Linked DNA regions of Mus musculus: all the other regions are linked to region 4. Evidence: chromatin contacts called from public HiChIP or PLAC-seq and promoter capture Hi-C data. All regions are on one chromosome and are shown on one strand. Each heading gives the region's core, a stretch centred on a gene start, on an enhancer-like site or on the middle of the called end of the contact. The rest is flanking DNA. Distances are from core to core; before and after follow the strand shown. Region 1 holds the start of Nbeal1 (neurobeachin like 1). Region 2 overlaps Cdk15 (cyclin-dependent kinase 15). Region 3 holds the start of Cdk15 (cyclin-dependent kinase 15). Region 4 holds the start of Sumo1 (small ubiquitin-like modifier 1).

The links. Promoter capture Hi-C pulls out the DNA fragments that hold promoters and counts their contacts. HiChIP or PLAC-seq counts read pairs in DNA pulled down with a chosen protein or histone mark.
Region 1: a contact with region 4 is called in an H3K4me3 HiChIP or PLAC-seq map of intestinal villus epithelium, with 6 read pairs. The contact joins the promoter of Nbeal1 here to the promoter of Sumo1 in region 4. A contact is called at or near these places in 10 of 39 promoter capture datasets (the 3T3-L1 cell line, the HPC-7 cell line, embryonic stem cells and 6 more) and 1 of 115 datasets of contacts at active chromatin or transcription factors (intestinal villus epithelium).
Region 2: an H3K4me3 HiChIP or PLAC-seq map of bone marrow-derived macrophages shows a contact between it and region 4, with 3 times the contacts expected there. The contact joins the enhancer-like site here to the promoter of Sumo1 in region 4. A contact is called at or near these places in 5 of 39 promoter capture datasets (the 3T3-L1 cell line, the C10 cell line, frontonasal cranial neural crest and 2 more) and 3 of 115 datasets of contacts at active chromatin or transcription factors (bone marrow-derived macrophages, large pre-B cells and trophoblast stem cells).
Region 3: a promoter capture Hi-C map of liver shows a contact between it and region 4, with 7 times the contacts expected there. The contact joins the promoter of Cdk15 here to the promoter of Sumo1 in region 4. A contact is called at or near these places in 19 of 39 promoter capture datasets (the 3T3-L1 cell line, 3T3-L1-derived adipocytes, the C10 cell line and 12 more), 1 of 484 Hi-C or Micro-C datasets (bone marrow-derived macrophages), 7 of 115 datasets of contacts at active chromatin or transcription factors (bone marrow-derived macrophages, craniofacial prominence, embryonic basal ganglia and 4 more) and 3 of 9 other capture datasets (adipose tissue, embryonic stem cells and macrophages).

The regions. Positions count from the first base shown.
Region 1 is chr1:60,178,911-60,183,093 of GRCm38.p6, reverse strand. Nbeal1 (neurobeachin like 1) reads right to left here and starts at 2,495. Exons shown (of 55, transcript NM_173444.2): 1 at 2,409-2,495; 2 at 1,340-1,631. The coding sequence starts at 1,390.
Region 2 is chr1:59,314,316-59,319,090 of GRCm38.p6, reverse strand. All of the region lies in intron 10 of Cdk15 (cyclin-dependent kinase 15), which reads right to left. Among named protein-coding and RNA genes, the nearest start is that of Gm51625, 52 kb to the left of the region's middle. Within about 2 kb of position 3,435, at least 95 of the 459 cell types and tissues checked have an H3K27ac peak or open chromatin away from gene starts, as enhancers often do. A contact at or near this core is called in bone marrow-derived macrophages, where this site is marked.
Region 3 is chr1:59,254,196-59,258,970 of GRCm38.p6, reverse strand. It overlaps Cdk15 (cyclin-dependent kinase 15), which reads right to left and starts at 2,065. Exons shown (of 14, transcript NM_001033373.3): 1 at 1,873-2,065; 2 at 1,015-1,155; 3 at 174-268. The coding sequence starts at 1,998.
Region 4 is chr1:59,667,771-59,672,483 of GRCm38.p6, reverse strand. It overlaps Sumo1 (small ubiquitin-like modifier 1), which reads left to right and starts at 1,650. Exons shown (of 5, transcript NM_009460.2): 1 at 1,650-1,804. The coding sequence starts at 1,793.

The DNA.
Region 1 (4,183 bases), core at 1,246-3,745, 510 kb before region 4:
AAAAAAAAAACCAAAAAAAATGTATGACTATCAAACCAGGAAGTTAAGAAAAATAACAGTGGAAATGAGATGACTTCTTACGGGATAAATTGCTGGTTAGTAAGATGAAATTTTACTTCAAAAACAAACTTGAATATATAATGCAAAACTACAGGCTGTGTGATCTGAGAACATAACCACACAGACCTAAGTTAACCAACAGACTGGGAATGAATGGTTCTCTGATCATTGCTGTATCTTCAAAGTACTAACGTAGATCCTCACTTGAGAAACACCCTTTAAGGAACACCCTTCCCAATGGCCTAAGATCAAATTTACTATGCAAAAATTTACATGAAGGAAGTCAAAGAAATGTATTTCTGAATGGCAAAATGATAGGCCTGAATCAGATATTTCTGAATTCCAAACTCACAACTACACCAGTTCTCCCGAATAAAAGGATAATTACAATACCTACCTCACTAGAACCTAGTTAGTATTAAATGAGATAATGCTAGTATATGCTAACATAATGTTAATCCTGTAATAACTACCTCAATCAATAACCTTCAAAAATAATTTAAAAGGTTGATTAAAAAAAGTTTAGGGGAAGGGGGAAAAAAAAGTTTAATGTCCAAACAAAACTGTCTTTACCCCCAATTAAGGGAAGAAAAAAATAGCAGAAAAATAAAATATTTGGGGCAGATAAGATGGCTCAATGGGTAAAGCACCTGCCACACAATCCTGATGACCTAAATTCAATCCTAGGAACCTATATAAATGTGGAGAGGGACAACCAAATCCACACAATTGTCCCCTGACCTCTAAAAAAGTACCAAGGCACCCATGTGGCCCCCCCACATATCCTACAAACAATAAGAGTTTTATTTTTCTTTTATAGGTACAATCTACCTATATAATTTTGAGATCACTGAAGATATATCAAAGAAATATTTGTAAGTTTTTAATAGCAGGCCAATATTGTCAATGTACTCAAAACTGAAAAATAAATATGGGAAATTCAAGATCTCTTACATGTTTTTTAAAATTTATTTATTTCTCTTGCATGTTTTTTAAATTCAGGATGGGGGAGTTGTTTGGGGTTCTGTTTTGAGAATTGCAGCCCTGGCTGTCCTGGAAATGTCTTACGTCCACTAGGATAGACTCAAACTCACATAACACCACCTGGCCCGGCATTGTTCTAGGACTCTGTTCTGGGACTAAAGGTATGCACCACCACACCTGCCAGTTCAGGATTATCAATATGCACAAACACACTACACAATAAGGTCATAATGCTGGATACAAAATTTTATAATCAAGTAATTTTAAGTACAGAAATAAAAGGAAAGCAAATTACCTTTGTACAATAAAGCATCCAAAGTTCAAAGAGCCTCTCTCTGGCTGCCATTCTGGCTTTCCACTCTGGTACTTTAATATTTCCTCAAAAAGACGGTTCAAGACCATATCATATTACTTTATTTTCCAAGTTTATCAGCCGTTACAGTAAAGCTCAAAGCAGTGGAATAAACAAAAAAAAAACAAAAAAAAAAATTCGTAGAACAAATAAGACTGTCTCAGGTCAATAAGGGTCAATTTCAGCAACTACTCCAACACTTCTTCATCAGGGGTAGCTGGTCTCGTAAATAGGTCTGTGAAATACAAAAATATCCTAAGTTTTTTTAAGCCACATTTGAAAAAAAAAAATCCAGATATCCGTCTGCCTTGATCACCCCATTCAAAGGGATAAATTTTTAATGTGATTAGATATTCCAGAAACTCCTGTTTGGCACACCACGACTAATGATCAACATAAAATACTAAAACCTTCCAGGCAGATTCACAACCAAAACTGCGGTAGATGGGAAGGAAGACGGCTCCCTACTCACGCCTTCCTTTAACCAGGAGCACAGATCAAACACAACAAATATCCGAGATTTCTCGCCAGCTTCTTAAAAGTTGCTGGGAATGTTTGCTGCGTTGCAGGGCAGGGCGTGGGGGGAGGGCCCGAGGAATTCCTGGTTTGTTTGTTTTAACCATCCACACAGCGAAAGTCATCCTGCCTACCTGGCTTCCACCTCTCCACCCAAGAAGAAAGGGGCTCACACACCGTGGCAAGGACCACCTCCCGTGGGACGACCCCAGACCCCGCCTCGCAGCAGTCCGGGGACCTTTCCATTTCCTCCCTGCGTCCCCGTTACGAACAAGAGAGACAAACGTCAGGCGTGCCAATCAACTTCAGAAGCGCGGCCCGGAGCGCTCTGGGACCCAGACCCGGGACCCACGCCAACCGGCCGCAGCCAGACCCGCCCGGGCCGGCCGCGCCCCCTCGCCCGCCGCCGCCGCCCCTCAGGCTGCAGCCCTGCGCCGCATTCCCCCGGGCCTTCCCGCCCCGCGGCAGCCTCCGCCCGACCTCGGCGTCCCCTCACCACGCTCACAGGCCCGCCGGCGCCACCCCGCCGCGGGCTAACTTGCTGCCCTCCGCCCTGCCCGCGGCGAAGCCCCGTGTCACCCCGAAGCCGGGCGGGAGGCGGAGGCGGAGGCGGGGTAGCGCCGACGCGGGGTGGGAGGAGCCAGGGGCGGAGCAGCCCCTGGGCTAATCATTCCGGCCTCTGGGGATTTACCCGGCCCTCCGGCAGCCGCTCCTCGAGGGCCGCTCAGCCCCGAAGCCCCTCCCCCGGCATGCCTGCGCAGCCGCAGTGCCCTCGCTCAGGCTCTGAAAGCGGTCGGAGCCAGCCTGGGCATTCCGGTCAGTAGTCACCCAGCTGGACGTGAGGGCCGACGTGCTGACGTCGCTCCCCGCCCCTGCTAGGTGGGGCGGACGGAACTTTCCTCGCCTGGCGGCGCCTCTGCGAATCAGCTGAGGACCGGCGACCCTAGGGCGTCTCGAAGGGATCTCGATTTGATTTCTTTGTAGAAATGGGATTGGTCCTGGGACAGAGCTCAAAAGCGAAAAAAGAAGAAAAGAAATCTTTACCTGTTCTGGCGTCGTTGCCTTTGTACTGTCACTGCCATTCTGTGTCTGTTCCAAGGAGACTGCTGTACGGAATGAGTTCCGTCTTTCAGAAAAAGAAGCAAAAGGCAGTCTTATTAGCTGCACACACTTTCTTAAGGTTGTTGTTGTTGCTATTGTTTTAAGAGAGGAGAAAAGCGTAAGATTAACCTTTTAAATCTAAACATTTAAGAAACTATTGTGAAATTTTACAAACATATAAAAAAATCAGTTTTAGAGCAGCTTAGCATCTGAGATGCCCTGTGTTTGATTCCTAACAAGCACACACAAGGAAACAAAGTAATAAAATGAACTTCTATATGTAATCACTAAGCTTCAGAAATAATCGAAGCCACCCTGAAGAAACAGGTCTGTGATCTAGCACTTAGGAGATGGAGGGAGAGAGATCAGGAGTTCAGCGCTGACATGGGCTACCTAGCAAGTCTGGGACCAACCTGTGCCGCATGAGACCTTGCCACAAAAGAAAAGAAGAAGAAAGGAAAGGGAGGGAGATGACTTGCTGTGCAAGCCAGACCTCCTGAAATGCAAGATGGAGACTGGAGGGCCAGCGAGCCCTGGCCACAAACAAGAGACCCTAGCTCACTAAATGGAAAGCAAGAACCTACTCATGAAAATTATCCTCTGGCATATACACATGCACAATAGATAAATAAATGTAAAGCTACTAATGCCATCATGGGGGTTCACTATGTGACCTTTATTTTTAAAATATACTAATGCCCCCACATGCCCTGTGTGCGTCCTTGTGCCACATATGTTTGTATACCCTCTGAGGCCAGAAGATATCTTATCCCTGGGAGCTGGAGGTCTGGGTGGGGGTGGGGGCTCCTGACATGGGTGCTGGGAACATTGTCTTGTGTGCTGCAAATGCTCTTAACCACTGAGCCATCTTCCAGCCCTTATCTATTCTCGCTTATTAGATTAATCTACAAGTTTTTCTTGTCAAGAATCACAGGATAAATAATTCCGTTTTGCAGACCATGCAGTAGCTTGGATATCAAAGGTGAAAGTAAATTTTGTGATTCTGTCACCAAAATGTAGAGTTCCCGTTATCCTTCACAACAAACATCAATGAGTAGAGGACGGGAATTAAATCATTAAGCTTCAGTAACATTATTTAAAAACCCTGTGATCTGAGGAGACAACTGATTAACAACAGCCTATTCACTTACCTTCTGATCTCCAGCCAGT
Region 2 (4,775 bases), core at 2,186-4,685, 360 kb after region 4:
TGCCTGTGGCTTCATTAGCAGCAGCGAGGGAGGACCACTGAAGCCCCAGGAAAGAGACCGCACTTGACAGTATGTTCCAGAAGCCAAGCTCAGCTTCAGAAATCCAGGCTTGGTGGAAAGATGTCATCAGGAAATATATCCCTAGCTTGTCCTCCTGTGCAGGGCATTGTTTAATTACCAAGCAATATGTATAGCTTGATAATGAATGCATACAGAAAGCTGTTAGGGTGATTGCCTCGGGGCCCAATGAGTCTGGATATTCTGAGTCAACTGCTTCCTGGCTAGGTGACCCTGGGACAGATATCTGACTCTTAAAGCTACAGCTCTCATCTATAAAGTGTGGATAGGGGCTGGAAGAACTGGCTCAGCCATTAAAGGCTAGGCTCACAACGAAAACAAAGTATGGATGGTAACATTGCTGCCATTTGATAAGGTGGTTATGAATCAAAGCAAGATGGCTTCATTTTACAACTATCTACTGATTAATTTCATGTACCAGTTAAGGGGCATGTGCAAAATTCTTCTGGAAGGACTAGAAGTCACTGGCTTGGCCTCTAGGAAATTCTAGAAATCTTTTTCTTGTAACATATTTTAGCAAAAAAAGCAGTGGCGATGCCGACACAGCGGATTTACGTGGCCCTGCTGCGTTCCTGGCAGGCGAGTAATGAGGGTTCTTCTAGGGAAGGCTCTGCAGGCACAAGGTGGGTAGGCATATGATGGCAGTTTAGATGTGGGGAACGGACAGGTACAGGCTTAACAGGCACTCAGACACACATAGGTAGGTGCTTAAAAACCTGAACATCAACTTTAACGATGTGGGAATCCAGACAACGTTTGGGCCCACGCAAGGCAAACTAAAAGTCAGTTGTGGTGCCTCAAGGTACGCTGGGCTTCCTGAAAGAGGCCAGGATCCCCAAGGTTCTAACTATAAAGAAAAGAGACAGTGTGTTCTTCAACACCCGTCGTGGTAGCTATACCATGGTGGGTCACTGAGCAGCTGGCCTCGAACACTGTGGCAACAAGAATGGAAGCATAGCTTTGGTGGGGCTTTTCTGAGAAGCTAGGCTCTGTGGCAGATACAGTTCAATGATAATTTTTCAGTACTGTGCTGTAAAAAGATTCAGGGAAACAATATGATAAAGAGAAATAGAGCAAAGCTGGATACTGACTCCCGTCCTTTTCAGTCAGGAAACGTCTCTCTGTGAGCCTGGGAAAGCATGTCCTCACCTGTCCTCCAACACTGACCCAGGCAAGTAGCAGTAGAGATTAGCAATTATGTGCAATAAATATTATATATAATATGTAGTATACTGTATATATGTATCATTACATATTGTGCATATACTTATGTATACTTCCTGGTACACAGGGAATATGTTTTAAATGATAGGCTAGCTCCCATTTTATGGCTCAGAGAACTGAAAGTAAAAAACTCCCTCAAGTTCTCCCAGACAATAAATGGAGGAACTTGGACTTTCCACTCAGAAGGTAGCTCCCTCCCTCTGAGTTCAGCCCAGGAAATCTCTCTCTCTCAGCAAGTTACTCATGGCTGCAGCTGACACCAGAGCAGAGGCAGTGTTAGCCTGGATTCTGCGATTTGCTCAGAGTTCTCTGAACCAACACATTAATGGTTTTTTATCCCTTTTGGGGAGAGGATGATTTTCAGTCCAGTATTTGTCTCCTGCATGACTCCCACAGCTCTTACACTGTTATATATATATGTATACATATATATATATACACATACATACATATATATATATATACATACATACATATATATGCCATATATATGCCATATATATGCCATATATATACATACATATCTATATCTATACCATATATATGAAATGATAATTACATAATTCCCCTCCTCCCTTTCCTCCTTCCAACTTTGTACATGTATCTCCCCATGCCTCCCTCTCCCTCTCCTTCTCCTTCTTCCTCTCTTTCTCCCTCTCCCTCTCTCAAATTCAAGATCTATCCCTAAATACATAAATACAACATGCTTAGTCCATTTAATGTTACCTGTATGTACAATCAGCCCTGAGATCATATACATGCAGGGAACATCTTAAAGTGGTTTTACAGTCAGAAGGAGAATTCAGGAGTGAAGCTCCACCATCTGACTAGATTGCTGCTGTCCTTCCCAGTTATTTCTTGCTTCCACCTAGTGGTTAAAAGTTGCAAAAGCAAGCATACCAAAAAAAAAAAATCAAAAAAACAAAACACAACAGGGTGTGGGCAAGGGCACAGATGGATTCCGGTGCCTGTGCCTCTGGGCTTTTTCTGCGTGCAGCTTTTTTTTTTTTTTTTTTTTTTTTTGCCTTTTTGACTTCCACTAAGTTCCCCCAGTGAAAAAACTCCCCAGATGAGGTGCTCTTTCCTGGAACTGAAAACCAGCCTAATCCCGGATGCTTCCCTGTGGCTGAGCTCATGAGGAAATCAGGCGTGCTTTTCAGCAGATATTTCTTTAAAAGTCCTAACAGCCTCAGTGGATGCTGCTCCCTTCTCTATGGGAACAGGCATCAAAGAGACAGGAGTAAAGTGCTTTGCACGCACATCAGGAACTAATTGCCAATTTGGCAAATGCATTGACTAATGTCACGCACTGTTATTTCTAAATCCTCTCCTGTCCTTGACCCCCAGTATCTAGATGTAAACTTGGAACCATTAGTGAAGAAGGATAAAGTCTTCTGGTGCCTCAAATGGAATTGAGAGGGATTTAAACTCAGCGCTTTTGAGCGTGGTGAAATGAACTCAGCAGTACCTTAATGCTAGGATTTGAGCTCACCCAGCGTGAGAGCTTTCAAAAACTGTGTTTAAGGAAGCAAACAGAGCCCGGCAGACCCTTTCAGGGGAGCAAACAGGGCTGGACCGAACAGTCAGTGACACATTAAAAACCACAACTGCGCTGTGATCATGTGGGCAGAAGAAAAAGTTCCTCTTTATCACAAGATCTTTGCATCTAATGAGACGGTGCCTGGACTGCCTCCAGAGAAGCAGGCCTCCGTATATGTTAACAGAGACACGTCTAAATATTTAGCTGATTCCCTGAAAAGCCCTATGTGATTTTGAAGCAAACAGGTCTCCAAGGTAAGACCTTGTCGTCTGTTGCCATTGAAAATCTAGACAAAAAGGGGACTTGGAAAAGAAAAATTAAATATATATATATATATATATATATATATATATATATATATATATATATATATATATATATATATATATATATATATCGTGATCAAAAGCATGAATGCTACCATTTCATTTTCTCTCAGAATGAACTATATTTTAATGCCCTTCAAGGGCTTAGGACAAACACCACAGCAGTTGTTACATTGTCTCAACTGAGTCTGTTTCTCTTCTCTGGTAGGCTTTCTGTCTGGATAGGGAAACCCGCACTGTGTGGGTGGGCATAGCCTCTGTTTAGTTGGCCTCAGAATGCCTGAGGTTCCAATGACTCTGAGTGCATTTTCTTGTGAATGGAGGGAGGAGGTACCAAGGCTGGGGGAACTTTGTAAAAACATCTAAAGGCTTCTGTTGCTCAAATTCACACTACTGTCTCTCGGTTAATAGACCTTAGCCAAGATGAACATCTGGTTTGTTCTAAGCCTCTGGGTTCTCCAGTGCCACAAACCCAGCCCAGATAGCCTTGTCAGTTGGGGCTTTAACCTCTTCAGACATTGGGGTAGAAGAATTCCCTTTAGGACTCTATCTTTGCTTGGGGCTGCTTAGGGAGAGTCACTAAAATCTCCCCCTCCCCCATGCAGGCCAGCAGCCTCAGTGCCGTCAGCTTGATTAATGTGTCTTGGCTAATTGTGTGAAAGATAGCAGCCCTTTAATGAGTGTGACCAGTGTATTGTTCAGCCAATCATAGACACCTCCGTTAGCATGTGAAAGGGGGGTGCCTTGCAGGAGGAGGCTAGGGAGTGCTGGAGGCTGAGTCAAAGGATGAGAGTTTGGGGTGGGGTGGGGGTGAAGAGCAACACCCACTCCTTTGAGGGGAAGTTACCGTGCTCTGCTAACCCTGCAAACCTCCTAGTCAAAGAGCTTTTTCTCCTCCCTCTTTTTTCAAGATCTGTTTTTTTCCCCCATGGCACAAGCAGGCAAGGCCCCGGCTACTCTGCAGATGGAGTTCACGTCGCAGGGTTTTTAATATTTCACTTTTATATTTCTGTTAGAGGATGATCCTGCTGAGAGTCTGGGAATCCAGGCTCGTCAGAACCCCCCCGCACTGACACTTGGATATACCGCTCTGAAAGCCATCCCAGGAGGAAAGATTAAACAACAACAAAAAAAGAGTCTATTTTTCAAAGCCTACTTCTCAATCTGCCCACATCAAAATAAGACAACTGGCCCTTTGAAGTGGAGGACAGACAGTTCTCAGCCAGCTTGCTTAAAGTGAGGAGTGGGGAAGGAGGAAGGAAGGAAAGAGGGAAGGAAGGGGAAAAGGGGCAGTCTTGTTCAAGATACATCCCTCTCTCCTTCCAGACTCACTCAGGTACAAGCAGCTACAATCAGCCACAGCCTAAAGCCCTGCTCACTAGAACTGGGAGAAAGCTAGTTCTTACTGGGGTCAGCACTGGGAGATTTTTAATGTCTCTACCAGAATCAGTATGGTTCCTTACCCAGGCAAGACTTACCCAGGCAAGGCCTAGCAATATCGGCCAATGGATGGAGGCTGTGCTGTTCACCCAAGTGCACAGCAGCCAAACATCTTTGATTGTGCTGGGTAGAGAGTGTAGCAGGACTTTAGCTCAGTAGTACACAGC
Region 3 (4,775 bases), core at 816-3,315, 410 kb after region 4:
AATCTTTTTAAAAATCCAAAACCATACAAAACAAAACAAATGCTCTACCATGTCTACCATCCTTTTGTTCCAGATGTCCTGCCTCAGTCCCAAAGACTGAATGTGTGTGCTGTCAGTTGGCCTTGTAATGCAATAGGAGATGCCCTCATCAAAAGTCTTCATGAGTCACTTACCTGCTGATGCCCTTGTAAACTTTGGCATAAGAACCTTCACCCAGCTTCTCCAAGTTCAAGTAAGATGAGGCTGCCCCAAAAGGGAGGCTCTTCTTCTGTTCAAAGGGTGGGGTGAGAGGTGGGAAGACAGAAAGAACACATAAAAAATATGACTTATATTTTCCCTAGGGACATTAGATAGCAGTGTGTGTGTGTGTGTGTGTGTGTGTGTGTGTATCTGTCTTTCTGTCTGTCTGTCTATCTGTGTGCATGTTTGTATGTATGTATGTGTTCGTGTGTGTCTATGTGTATGTGTTTGTGTATATGTCTGTGTCCATGTCCATGTGTGTCTGTCTCTGTGTCAGTGTCTGTCTGTCTGCATGTGTGCCTGTGTATGTCTGTCTGTGTGTTGTGTGTGTATACCTGTTTGTGCATGTGTGTGTGTGCATGTTTGTATGTGTATGTGTCTGTCTGCATGTGTGCCTGTGTATGTCTGTGTGTTGTGTGTGCATGTCTGTTTGTGCATGTGTGTGTGTATGTGTGCATGTTTGTATGTGTATGTGTCTGTCTGCATGTGTACCTGTATATGTCTGAGTGTTGTGTGTGCATGCCTGTTTGTGCATGTGTGTGTGTGTGTGTGCATGTTTGTATGTGTATGTGTATGTGTGTGTCTGTATATGTGCCTGTGCATGTGTGTCTGTGTGACTGTCTCTCTGTGTGTGCATGTGTGTGTATGTCTGTGTATCTGTCTATGTGTAAGTGCACTTGCAAGCCCACACAGGCATCCCTGGAAGGTGAGGGCTAGCTTCCCTAGACAGGCACCCATGAAATTCTCCTTGATGCCTGTCAGCAGTTCACTCACCCATGGCAACCCCTGCCTCAGATTCTCTTCCTGAAAAGAATCACTGTTACTCCGGGGCCTTTTACTCTTCAACTTCTGGGCACTGGCAGCCTCCAGTCCCCTGGGGTGAAATGAAGCCGTGGAACTGGATGCTTCTGTTAGCTAGAGGAAAAGAACGTACAGGAGCAAAATGTGTACAAAGTCACAATGTGATGGCTGGCAAAACCTTTTCTTTGTTTTATTTGCCTGTTTTTGGTTTGTTTGTTTGTTTGTTTGTTTTTGGTTTGATTGTTTGTAAGCTTCCCACACCCCTGAAAGGCAGGTTTCCTGAAAGTCAGATCTCTTAGAGACAACCATGGTACCAATTACTGAAATACTAAATTTTTCCTTCACCTACACAGTTTAACCCAGTCTCCTTAAGGGTGTCTCCCAATTTCTTCATTTAACTCAGTTTCCTCCGTACCTGCCCACCTTCCTTGGTACTTAATGTAATGCCTTAGAATAATTTAGTAAGATACTGCTAATAATCACGAGCTAATTACTGAAACTGAGAATCCACAGCGGACCTACCGGTATGGCAGCTTGCCCTCTACAGTTCAGCCCTGCAATTTAGTGGCTCAGAGACGTCCAGAGAAGAACCACTTTCTCTATTTCAAGTCAAAAGCGGCCAAACCCAAGGCTTATTCCCCTCTTCTGGTTTACAAGTACATCCCCAAACTTGATAACTACAACCATAAATCCTCTGTGACTTTAATAGAATTTTCTTTTTATGAGTTTAGACCTACCGCAGAGGAATAAGACTCTGTTACAAAAGGGAGTGTCTGTCTGAATTGCTTGGTTTACTAATAAAGAAAGATGCTCCTCCCGGGATACGAGTACCTCGAATACAGCAGGCTCGGTGCTTCCAGGCTGGCTTCTCTGACAGCTGTGCGCCTCCCCTCCCTCCGAACGGTGGTAGCAACTGCATCCTGGCTGTAGCCTCTTTGCACACAGCTCTTGACCCATACTAGCCCAGGTTCAAGGAGAAAACCCGCCCTTGAACCTCTTCCCACCCGCCTCTTCTCATTTGCTCCCCCTCTGCCAGAGGTCAGCAGAGAGGAGCTTCTCTGTGACTCACACGAGGGCTCTGCCTGGAGCAGTCTCATGACTTCAGCAGTTTTAGCTCATCAGTGCAAAGAATGCATCAGAACCGCAGCAGCTAGCGCTCATGTGTGCACACTCAAAAACAAGGAGGCTCTGCCCGAGAGAATACAACTGGGCACACTGGAGTAAGCTCTCTCTCACTCCAGCCACAAGTCAGTTCTGTGGATACACTCGCTTTCCCAGAATGTGCATAACCCTAGTGTTTATTGGCCTACCCTGGGGCTAAAGTGGTCATGCTGAGGGGTGTTCTATCCCTTGCTTTCATCTGAAAGCCTCTTGGGTTTCAAACTTGTTTTTCTTTTGAGGCAGTCTCTCCCAGCAGCCCAGCTAGTTTCCAAGTGGAGGTAATCCTCCTGCCTCAGCTTCTCCAGTCCCGGGATTGCAGATGAGAGCCATCTGACTCAGATTGGTTTTTCCAACATTAAAATGAGTTTGCAAACTAGCCAACTTTTAGAGTCAAAGGAACCACAGAACGGTGGTATGGAAAGAGAGCTGAGGATTCTGACTCCTTCTCTGCCTCCAAACGAAAGTCAATCTCAGTCTGACAGGGCAAAGCTATTCCTTCAAACACTAGTGATTACCTGTGTTGCTAATACTCTACAAATAGTGGAGAGTCAGGGTGGAGAGCGGAGTTTGAGCTGGGTATGATGGACCCAAGACCTCTGGAAGAGCAGACAGTGCTCTTAACTGTTGAGCCATCTCCCCAACCCCCAGTGGCACACTTGTAATCTCAGTACTTTGGAGACTGAAACAGCAGGGTGATGAGTTCAAGACTAGTCTGGACTACATAATGAGATTCTTTTCAAATTTCAAATAAAGAGGAAACAGAAACTGTGTGAGAGTGTGGTGTGTGTGAGTGTGGTGTGTGTGAGAGTTTGGTATATGTGTGAGTGTTTGTGTGAGAGTTTGTGAGAGTGTGGTGTGTGTGAGAGTGTGATGTGTGTGTACATGCACATATCTCCTCATTCCCCCATTCCTCCCTTCCTTTCATATCAGTATAATTAATGTTTAGTGTCTATAAATACTATATTAGTACTTGGCATTTCTAGGAATCTAATCTGGATCAAACTGCTTTGTAGTCTGTGATTGTAGATAGAACTCTTTTTCTATGAGAGGTGCATAATATTATTTCCATCATAATATGTCAATCACAATAACATACACAACAATATGAGAAAGGGGGCTATGTGTTATCACAACAGTACCCTGGATAGTTAACTTCTGAACTTTCCTCCGTTAAATCTTTACTTTTATGTGATCTAATTGTAGTGGTTTGAATAGAAATGGCCCCCATAGACTCATACATTTGAATGTTTGGCCCATAGGCAGTGAAGGCATTAGGAGGTGTGGCTTTGTTGGAGTAGGTGTGCCTTTGTTGGAGGAAGTGTTTCATTGTAAAAGTGGTCTTTGAAGTCTCATATGCTCAAGCTAGCCCCAGTAGTCTCCTGCTGCCTGTGGATCAAAATGTAGAACTCTCAGCTCTTTCTCCTGCACCATATCTGCCTGCACATCACCACCATGCTTCTTGCCTTGATGCTAATGGACTGACCCTCTGAAACTGTAAGCCAGCCCCAGCTAAGTGTTTTCCTTTATAAGAGTTGCGATGGTCACGGTGTTTCTTCACAGCCATGGAAACCCTAAGACATTAACCTTGAGCATATATTTTAAGTTTTATTTCAAAATAGCTACAAGCAAGCAAGCAAGGTATAGGGTCCATGCCTTCATTGTCAGCACTTGGGAAACAAGCAAGACGATTGCCATGAGTTAGAGGTCAGTCTGGGTTCCAGAGTCAAAACAAAGACAAAAAGAGAAACAATTTGCTACATACGATCTAAGGCAAGTCCATTCAAGGATTTACTAAATAAAGTTTGAGACACTTAGAGAGAGAAAGTAAGAGACCAATGATGCACAATGGATAGGGACTAGGCATAAAATCAGTTACACCTCAAAAGCAGCTAAACTTTTGACTGACATACAACTGAGAGAGAAGTTCTTTCTCATCATAATAATTTTTCACGTATTCATTGTAATAAAATTTGTCAGGAACGCTCATTCAGATCTGGTGAGCTGGTCCATTGGGTAGATGACTCTGCACCAAAACTGCTGACCTGACTTTCCATATTGGAACCTAAAGGTGGGAAGAGGGAACCGACTAACTTTGGCAAGTTGTCCTCTGAGGGCCATGTGCACACCATGACATATGCAACTTGTTGATTCTTTCCTCAAAGATGATGGTGGATTTTGTCATAGACAAATTACATCCTAGCTGGATGTGGTGACAGAGACCTATGTATCATCTGGGCATTTAGGAACGTGAGACAGAAGGATCCTGAGTCTGAGGCCAGGCTGCACTACATATTAAGACCTTACTAAAAAAAACGAAAGAAAGAAATATAAGCTAAGTTCTGCTTTAAGATAATTTCATAAATTTTAGATTAGGGTGTGGGAAGGGGTGGAAGAGTATTTCATTCTGTAGCCCAGGCTAGACTGGAACTCACTAGGTAGCCCTCAGAAGTCTGGCACTTGTGGCAAGCCTCTGGCTTCAGCCTCCCAATTGCCAGAAGTACAGGTGACACACCAAACCAAATAAGTTTTAAAAATTCAAAATGGCCAGCATTTGTGTAAGCTGAAGGAATTGT
Region 4 (4,713 bases), core at 401-2,900:
ATAATCTCTTTCCTCCTCAATGTGCAAAGGCACATCGTGTTTCTTTCCAGCAATAAAAAAACCTAAAACAGGGCTGGTGAGATGGCTCAGTGGGTAAGAGCACTGACTGCTCTTCCGAAGGTCCTGAGTTCAAATCCCAGCAACCACATGGCAGCTCACAACCATCTGTAATGAGATCTAATACCCTATTCTGGAGCATTTGAAGACAGCTACAGTGTACTTACAAATAATAATAAATAAGTCTTTGAGTCAGAGTGAGCAGGGACTGAGAGAGCAGGGTTGACTGGAGTGAGCGGAGCTGACTGGAGCAAGCAGAGATCCTAAATTCAATTCCCAACAACCACATGAAGGCTTGCAACCATCTGCAACATCTACAGTGTACTCATATACATAAAATAAATAAATAAATCTTAAAAAAAAAACCCTAAAACAGTCTTACATAAACACCGTTGAAACATTTTAATTTTGTATATGCAGTGAAATAGGGATTTAAATTCTTTCTCCTTTCGCATGTGAATGTTCAGTATTTTCATTAGTAATTATATTGTACCTACTAATTTTTAATTTTGTATGGGTGTTTTTGTCTGAATGTGTTTATGAACCGCATTCAGGCTTTGGCTTGGTGCTGAAAAAAGTATCTGATTCTTGGGACTAGAGTTACAGGCAGTTTTGAATGCATGCATGGGTGCTGGGACTCAGACTTGAGTCCTCTGGAAGAGTAGCCAGTGCTCTTTGACTACTGGGTCATTTATAGTTGGCTCATTACTATTTACAGAAAAGATTATTTTACTAATGTCTTGTTCTGTGAAGGGTTTTTGATTTAAGTTTTCATTTTTCCCCCTTTACTTATTATAACCTTAATCCTCCTTGAATGCTTGTGCAAGGTCACTGTATTCAAAGGAAGCAGTTTAGGTCTTTCTATGACACAAGGCAACTAGTTTATGCGTTGGAAGGCGCTCCTGCCTACAACTTCAAAACTTTCAGTAGCATTTTAGTTGTCTGTAGCCACCAAGACTTTGTTCTAGCTGGGGGTGTGGTGGCACTTGGGAGGCAGAGGCAAGAGGATCTCTACGAGTTGGAGGCCAGTCTGGTTGACATTGCAATGTTCTATAATAGCCAAGGCTATTAGTGAGACCCTGCCTCAAAACACAAGAACAAAAGATGTGTCCTGAAGGGTCGTCTTTTTGTGCCCCCTCATCTCCCCCGCCCCCAACAGGGTTCTATGTCCTGTCCTGGAACTCACTTTGTAGATGAAGATGGCCACGAACTCACAGAGATCCGGTAGCCTCTGCCTCTATCACCCGGAGTCACGAATGTGGCAACAGCAAGCATGAGGGGCCTATAAAAATACTATACGGGTAATTCACTATATTCAGTGAGGGTTGGTCCGGGCCTCAGAAGCGCGCAAGTCGTCCCACCGGGAGGAGCCTAAGCAGTCAGTTTGACCCCAGACATTCGGCCTGCAGGCAAAGCGCTGGTCTCCCTGAGGGCTGCGGCAGCGGGCCTGATTCTCCCTCCCTCCGAAGTCCTAGCAGTTCTCTTGCTCCAGGCAAGTAGTTTACAACCTGGAGGATTTTAGCCCCCGGCCTTCCTTACGGCGTTTTCCCGCTTCCTTTTCCCGTCTTCGCTAACTCGCCTCTGCGCGCAGCGGAAGTGACGCAAGACGTAGAGGAAGTCCCTGCAGCCGCGGTGTTGTGCTGTAGAGAAGGGACGGATTTGTAAACCTCAGAGTGAGGTTCTGCCTGCCGGAGGCCGCAGTGGTGCGGAGACCCCCGGGTGAATCCACGTCACCATGTCTGACCAGGTACCGGGCCGGGGCCTTAGGGCTCAGGGCCGTCGGCCGCGGGCTGGGGCCCTGGACTGAGGCGCGGGGGAGGGGGCGGCTGGAGAAGGGGGCTGCCCGTGGGGAGGGGGCCGCGAGGGACGCGGGGCGCCTGGCGGAGTCGGGCCAGGCCGCCTGGGACCCCGGGGCTCTGGGTTCCACGCGCCCTCCGCGCCCCTCTCCGAGGCCCCTACCCCCGCGCCACCCGGCGCCGGGGCTCTCTCGACGGCGCCCAGGTTTCTCGCGGGCTCGCAGGGGGCCCAGGCCCGCTCCCTTGTCCCCGAGAGCAAGCTGAGGGGAAAACGACCGTTTCCCTTCGGACGACGGATGGCAGAAACCAGGCCCTAGGCCCAGTTATGTAACGGGAGGGAAATCCCCGACTGGGAGGCTAGGTGGCCCTGAAAAGCAGCTCGACTCCACTTTGGGTTCTTGGTCCCGGAGAGTGGGGGGCGGCCGGGGAGCCGTGTCTGAGGTGACTGGGAGCCCAGAGGACGCTGCTTTTCCGTTGTGTTTGCCTGGAGGGTCCGTCCATCTCTGCACACCTCAGTCTTTTTTTTTTTTTTTTCCTTCCGGGGGTGCGGAACGGTCCGCTCTTTCGCTGTACTTTCCATTTCTTACTCGGGATTGGTCCATCAACTCTCCAGTTCTCAGAGCGCTCAGAATAACCGAGAAACAGCAAACTGTGTATGGAGTGCCACCACCAACAAGCCATTTCGTCTGGGCTTTAACCAGCAGATGCTTGGCACTTTAAAAAAAAATATAGCACGTTTTTTGTTCTTTGATAATCAGATGACGCATTTAGATTATATGCACCCCCAAACCTCTCTTCCAGAAGTTTCTGAACTAATTTTCGAAGAAATAGAGAAAAAAAAAGTTATCCGTGTTGTACAATTGCAGAATATTTGCAGAAAGCTGTCAATTAGTAGTAAAACAGTGTGTCTCGGTTTTGGAATCAAGGATTTGCATGGTATTTGCCTTCAAATAGGAGTGACTCCTTGCCACCTAAATTTTTCTTCATCCTATTTTAGTTACTACCTTTGTGGCTAGTTTTTATATACATAAGGTTTTGGTCTGACTTTGCTTTGGTTTGCTCAGATGACTTAATTTTCAGAGTATTTTTTTTTTAACTTTTTCTTCTTTTGTGATAATTATTCAGTAAACTTTTTCATTCAACTTCACAATGTAGTTGGACTTTTTTAAAAAAAAAATTTGTTGTTGTTGTTTGAGACACGGATTTTCTGTGTAGCCTTGGCTTTCTAGGAACACTCTGTAGACCAGGCTGGCCTCCAATTTATAGAGATCGGCCTGTTTCTGTCTCCTGAGTGCTGGGATAAAAGGCTTGTGCCACCACAGACTGGCCAGGGTGGTTCTATTTTTATAGCCTATCTACACTGTAGACTAATTGTGGCATGGATTTACTTATTAATAATCTGAATTAATCCTCTTTTGGGATAGAAATGACTTTATGAATAATTTGTTTATGACAGTTGTTTACTTAGTTACCAGCTCAGAAAGATCAGCTGTAAATGCTTAAGTCCTGGAACTCTGTAGACCAGGCTGGCCTTGAACTCAGAAATCCCCCACTACCTCCCAAGTGCTGGGATTAAAGGCGTTGCCACCACGCCTGGCCTTTGTTTTTTCTTTTCTTTCTTTCTTTTTTTTTTTTTTTTTTTTCTTTTTTTTTTGGGTTAATGCTTAAGTTTCATCAGCCTTCTATTTTGGAAGAGCTAGAAAGCATGTTAGCCTGAAGAGAGGGCAACACACAGAAAGAGTTCTAAGTTTTAGGATTAGTTTTGCTCTAGTTTGAACTCACATTATATAAGGATATGGAGAAAGAAAGGAGGACCCAAGGGCACACACAGGGTTTCAGGGGATCGCAAAGTCACACTGTTGCTTGCTGTAGCACTCACCTCACTGGTCACCGGGGTTATTAGGTGTTGGACCTAGGGCCTCCCACATGTGCTTGCCAGGCAAGTGCTACAGCCTCATTTTTTCTTTTACTTTGTTTCACTAAGTTGCCTAGGTTGGACTGTAGCACAGCTTGCCTTTGAACTTGAACCTGGACTTCTCTCAGCCTTGCAGAGTAGCTGGGATTACAGAGTTATACTGTCACGCCTAGATGGTGTGTGTGTATGTATGTGTGTGTGTCTGTTTTTCTCATTCATGGATATTCAGTGAAGTTTTTAAGAAACATGACAGAAAAATGGAGCAAATCTTTTTTGTAGCCTTACAGCTTCTCACAGTTTCTTCTGTGTCTATCTCCTGAGTGCTGGGATTAAAGATGTCTACCACCACACCTGGCAAAACAAGTCTTTTTAATTGAGCTACACATTAAAGCAATTTGCATATGAAATAGTGCTGCTACTCTTAGAAATTTTGTCTTTAAAAAAAGTAATAAAAATGTATGCTAACGTTTTTTAGGGGTTATTTATTGATTCAAGTTAAGGGTTTCTCTGTAGCCTTAGTTGTCCTGGAACTTGCTCTATAGATCAGCTTGTCCTCAGATCTGCCGGCCTCTTACTCCCAGAATGTATATACCACCATGGCTCAGTTGATAGGTTTTTATTTTTTTTAATTTATTGTATATATGAGTACATTGTAGCTGTGTTCAGACACAACAGAAGAAGACATCAGATTTCATTACAGAGGGGTATGAGCCACCATGTGGTTGCTGGAATTAGAACTCAGGACCTCTGTAGAGCCGTCAGTGCTGAAAGTGGGTCCTATATTAGTCAAATCCCAAAGGTCACCCCAGATTCATGGAAAGACCTACCTCATTTCTAAATAGGAGTTAAAAAGAAGTTGAAGTTATTGTTAGTCTTCTACATGACTTGTATTTTTGCTGCTGTGATAGCATTAGTTTTTACAGTGTTCTTTATAGCTTGTTATTA